2 separate regions of the Mus musculus genome follow, and region 1 is linked to region 2. The links are chromatin contacts, called in public Hi-C maps. All regions are on one chromosome and are shown on one strand. Each heading gives the region's core, a stretch centred on a gene start, on an enhancer-like site or on the middle of the called end of the contact. The rest is flanking DNA. Distances are from core to core; before and after follow the strand shown. Region 1 holds the start of Etaa1 (Ewing tumor-associated antigen 1). Region 2 has its middle 230 kb from the start of Etaa1.

The links. Hi-C and Micro-C count contacts between places; a contact is called where the count stands out from the background.
Region 1: a contact with region 2 is called in a Hi-C map of uterus, with 5 times the contacts expected there. The contact joins the promoter of Etaa1 here to the enhancer-like site in region 2. A contact is called at or near these places in 1 of 39 promoter capture datasets (liver) and 2 of 484 Hi-C or Micro-C datasets (muscle stem cells and uterus).

What each region holds. Positions count from the first base shown.
Region 1 is chr11:17,952,554-17,955,253 of GRCm38.p6, reverse strand. It overlaps Etaa1 (Ewing tumor-associated antigen 1), which reads left to right and starts at 1,379. Exons shown (of 6, transcript NM_026576.4): 1 at 1,379-1,691; 2 at 2,551-2,676. The coding sequence starts at 1,460. It overlaps Etaa1os (Ewing tumor-associated antigen 1, opposite strand), which reads right to left and starts at 1,284. Exons shown (of 3, transcript NR_131915.1): 1 at 1,169-1,284.
Region 2 is chr11:17,726,324-17,729,082 of GRCm38.p6, reverse strand. No RefSeq gene overlaps it. Among named protein-coding and RNA genes, the nearest start is that of Etaa1, 230 kb to the left of the region's middle. Within about 2 kb of position 1,297, at least 24 of the 459 cell types and tissues checked have an H3K27ac peak or open chromatin away from gene starts, as enhancers often do. A contact at or near this core is called in muscle stem cells and uterus, where this site is marked.

The DNA of each region.
Region 1 (2,700 bases), core at 130-2,629, 230 kb before region 2:
CTTAGAGTAAAGGTATCCTCCCTTTGCACAGGCATGTGCCTCCCGCTCTGAGACTAAGGGCATCAGCACTGACTATACACCAGTTTGGGAAGAATTGACTCTTTAACAGTAGTGAGTGACACAGACCACAAACACAGCATAGCCCTTTTTATTTTGGCCTTCAATTTATTTCTAAGGTGTTTTATAGTTCTCTCTGTAGAGTTGGCACTCTTTTGTTTTACTATTTATCGCAAATCATATTCTTTAAAAACTTAGAATTTGGTTTATTACTAATCTATTAAAGCACAATTAACCTCCGAGTTTCACTTTATTTGGGGCATGGAAGAAGGCACAACTACGCTGATGATTCTGTTCAGGACCTAGACCTGTGGTCCTAGCACTGACAAGCTTGAGACAGGAAGACCAGGAGTTCACAGCGAGACTGCATTAAATAAGGAGGCAGGGCACACATAAGACACTGTCTGAAAAACAAAAAGACAGACACACTTCATGATAAGGAAACTGGAGTGTTACAGATATAAAACCAAATAATCTTTATGGCTATCTTTAGTGCCCTAAGTAGCCATTAAGGACCCAGCTGTCAGGATTGGCATCCTGAAGGCTAGCAGGTAAAAACTTTGGAATGCACTGTTACCAGATCACTAACTTCCATCAACGAAAGGATGGGTCTCATAAATTATATCCTTACCTAAAGCCTATGGACGAATCATCTCCTGCTTTGCTGTAACCCACCTACTACCTGTTGTCCCCAACAAAGCGCCTGGCAAATGCTTTGTTTTTTGTTCTGTGACTGTTAAAGTCTGTGCGATTGCTTTTATATTGAAACATGTTTTTAGGCCAACCTGAATCAATGCTCCCTGGCCATGGAAATTATTACTTGATTCAAAATAAACACTATTTTATTCCTACTAAGATGACAGCTCTGTTTTGCATGTACAGTTTCCAGCGACTGTTAGTTTATTAAATTAATACGTTTTCCTACATTTTGGAGCTACGCACATAACAGAACATCTATGAACTATTGCGTTTATTACCTCCTAAACTATAGTCTTTATTTTCTCATATTATCGAATAACACACCATCATTTGAATCTTAGAAATAATCAATTAAATTTTAAATTCAATAAGAATCTGTCATTGTATATGAACTCTTTACTGTCTCACATACCAAGTTCCTGTCACAGATCCAGAAAAGGGTCCTGCAGTTCCTGCTAAGTTGGACGAGTCTGATGGTAGACCTCAGAAAACTCCTGTTTCCTCAGCCCTGGCCGCAGCCTTCTAACCCCGCCCCTCACACTGACGCAGCCAATCCGCACCATGCGTAGTAACCCGCCCCTAGACGGAGGCAGCCAATTAGAAGCAGCGTATTTTGCGCGCCCGACTTGCAAAGATGGCGCTGCACGGTGGCGCGCGGGCTCTCTGTCGAGCAGTTGCCCTGCTCCGCTGTAGCAAAATGTGAATGCAGCTGAAGGACGGTGGCACGGGAATGAGTCGGCGAAGGAAGCATGCGGACAGCCCTGCCCGGAGGAGCACGCCGCACAGGGCGGCTGCTAAGAACTGCCGCCCGGCGGCAGAGCCGTGGCTGCGGGAGTCCAGGGCGGCCTGCAGCTCCCAGCTCCGCCGGGCGGGAACGCGGTCTGCGCGGCGGGCGCAGCGGCAGGCAGCGGCTGACGGCGGGCGCAGTCCCCGGGGTGAGGAGAGGGCGGGGAGCGGAGCCTGGCGGTGCAGACCGGGCGGGAGGCCTGGGGCTGCAGAGCCGAGTCCGGTAAACCGGGCCTTTTCTGAACGTCTGGTTGTGGGCGGGGCCTGTGCCGTGGACTGTGTTCCGGAAACTGGGCACCTACGCTGGTTGTTGTTGTTTTCCTCGCTGTTTTGTTTTGCAAAAAGGGCCACCTCAGAAACCGTAGTGTGCTCCCGGAACTTGCTAGGTGTAACATCCGGTTAGCCCAGCAAACCGATGGCGCGTTCATTTCTGTAAACTTGGAGTTAAGAGATATCTATCCCAATAAGGACCAAACTCATAACCTCTATCCTAGGGTGTGTCCGTAAAATACAATGTCTGTTACCTTGCTTGTTTCTGCTATGAATAAAACGAGGCTGGGAAAGAAAAATAACATTGTAAACCTTCAAGTGATTCTAGACAGAGCTTCCCTAGAAACAAATCACTATTGGTTTTGGGGTGTATGGAGTAAAAAAAAAATTGGGTCGAGTTTACAGGAGGGGCCTTGTGAGAGTTTAGCTTGGCTTTCTGTTTGGATGCATTTCCTGTACATCTGCTGACGTCATGGAGGTACCTAAAGCCTGGTGATAGTAATTCAGTGATCAGATGGTATCATTCCTGGGCCTATGGAATTTTCAAAGAACACTTCCTAACTACAGTGCTAAACTTATGAAGTATTAAGATATTATTTTCATTGAAACATTTCTATTGTGGTTAAAGTAACTGTCTTTAGGAGACAAGCTTTGTATTGGACATGAAAATTAATTGTTTGACTTTAGCTTTTATGAAGTAACGTAACACTTAGAAGCAATGATTGTCATCTTATGCAGGAAAGGAGACGCCAGTACAAATCGTGAAAATGGATTTATTATCCTGTACCTTCAGTTCTCCAAATGATCCAGATGGACAAACTGATATCTTCTGGGATCAAAATTCTCCAATGACAAAGCAGTTAGGTAATCTGTTGTTATTTTTATGTG
Region 2 (2,759 bases), core at 48-2,547:
CTAAGTTTGTTTCCCAGCACAAATAATCAAAACATTCTCTATAGCATCTATTTTCAAATATATAATTATTTTTTGTCTACTTTTGTTATCTTATTATGGTATAGAATATTAGATGCTACTCCTCTTACCTAACTAAATTCCCTATGCTTCCAAGAGTCTAACAATCATTATTCTCAAAAAAGATAGATAGATAGATAGATAGATAGATAGATAGATAGATAGATAGATAGATAGATAGATGATAGATAGATGAATTGAAATATCACACATATATACCCACAATTATTATGTTTGTTGAAATACTTTAAAACAAAAGTCTAGCTGAGGCAGGAAAATTAAAAGTTCAGGGTTATGGCTCGATAGCAAGATTGCTCAACAAGTAAGGCACTTGCTGCTAAGCCTGAGACCCTGAATTTGATCTTCAGAGTTCACATGGTGAAGGAGACAAAGGACTTCCACAAGGTGCCTTTGACTTCCACACATGCATCATGCATCTATGCCTCTAAACACACACACACACACACACACACACACACAAATTAATGTTAAAAAATAAAAACAGAAAAGGAAGAGTTTAAGGTCACCCTCGACTGCCCAGTGAATTCCAGAACCTTCCAGCTACATAGCAAGACCCTGTTGGGAAAATAAAATGAAAGGAAACACATCAGCAACAAGGACCAGAACCAAGCAAACAAAAATGCAGTAAGAAAAGCAGTAATAGCAAGAAGAAAGCACGTGCGGCAAAGCTGCAGCAGGAACCAGTCGGTGTTTGAACAGCGTAATGGAACCTCCTTTGCCCGTGCTCTTCCTTGTTTTTTATACTGTATTTTCTACCTAATTATGAGAACCAACTATTTATTTTAAGTCAGCTTTTGCAAGATAAGGCAGAGGTAAAACTGCACCAGAAGCAGGTGGTTTATGTAGTAATGAGTGACTTGAGAAAATCAAAAGCTAACATGTTTATGAAGAATTCAAAGTGAAAGAGGCCATAAAATGATCACTAAGCCTGCCACTGAGGTTTCCTGCTGTCCGTGAAAACCTTACTGCTACAAGCAACTATAACCATGAGTCCCCTGGGGCAACTAACCCAGCTCCATTCTCTCCGACCAGCTCCATCGTGATGCACATCCTAGAAGAGTCCACTTTTAGCCCATCCCTCTGCACACTAGAAAGCCAGAGGTCTCTCAGATGGTGGAAATGACAGCTACATTCTAACAGAGCCTACATCACCCTTTTCAGTCTCCAGGAAACCAAGCAGCTGTGTGAAATCTACGAGCTTCTCTGACTTCCTACTTCAACTTCCCTTCTGCTCAGGAAAAAAACAGGAACACTGGGAAGTCAGCCATGGCTTGGTCATGTCCTTCTCACCCCCTTCTCTTCTAGCCTCATGTCTGCTCCCAAGCACTGTCACATTTATCGTTCAAAAAAAAAATTACCCCGCCAAAGTCATATCCACAGTGAAATGATATCGTCTACTAGCTCCATGACCCTCCTTTAAAGTATGCGGTTAGCTATTGTCATAATTTTAACTTTACTTCTCAGACTCACAGCCCACAGATAATTCGGCAAATCAGTCACAGGTCAGTGGAGTCCTGTTCTTGGCAGGGAGGCTCTGCTGTGGGAGCACAGTGTAGGGAGGCTGTGCTCTTCCCTCTGTGGGAGCACAGGGCAGGGAGGTACTGTTTTTTAAGCAAAGGGCAGGAAAGCTTTCCCTCCTCTCTGTAAGAAAGAAGGTCATTAGAAACAGATGCAGGATCTTTCCTGAAAAAAAAAAAAAACAAAACTGCCTAGTCCAACTTTAACCACACATTTTTCAAAAGACATTATTTTTTGTGAATCTCAAATAGAAAAACCTAATTTGAATTCAATTTGAAAGAAGAGGCAGTGGAAAGAGAAGGGGAAATTCATGGTTCTTTGAACAATAGCTTGCAAACAAACTAAGCTCTTGTACTATTCTGGTGGCTTGTGTTTGACACTCTACATCCAAAGGACTACCAACATTATGCAATATATTTCCTACCACATTTATCCAACCCTTTCCCATTTGTCAGAACATCTCTGCTTTTAAGCAAGCTCTCCCAGAATGTTATTGCACTGTTTCTCAGATTGGGCATCAGGGCCTTGGCTTATCCCACCAACCTCTTCCTTGGGCAACAGTCAGTGCGGTCCTGTGGGTTTGCAGTGGTAAAGGGGTGGAGGCATGAAAATCCCTCCTGATGTCCGCTTCGAACTGCCTGTGTTCCGGGCTGTGTGCACTCCTCCTTTGTTCTGTTCTCTGCATCAGACAGAAAGCAATCATCCTGACTGAAACGTATCTAGAGCCAAGGCTCCATGTAAATTACAGAGAGAGATGACAAATTTCATGGCCTGGTTATGGTCAAATGGCAAATTTCACAGTTTGTCATGTATTAATAGAAAAGAAAAACAAATACAAATGAAGTCATCCCAATTGTTAGAAATAATTCCAGAGTGACTGTTTGATGAATTCAAACAAAGGGGACAGACAGAATGAAGGACAATCAACTTGTAGCCCATGATTTTAAATTTAATAAAAAAAAAAAGACCCTGTAGTTTCATTCTCGAACATCTCCATAGTAAAGGTTTAATCCAAACATACCACACTTCAGCCTGAGCCCAGAATGAGAAATCCAAATTCCAAAGCCTGGGCATGTCTCCTTTTCAAGGGAAGTAAAGCATCCATGAAATGTTCTTGTGACAGAGGTGGAGGGCCAATCTTATGGGTCATCGGTGACACCAAG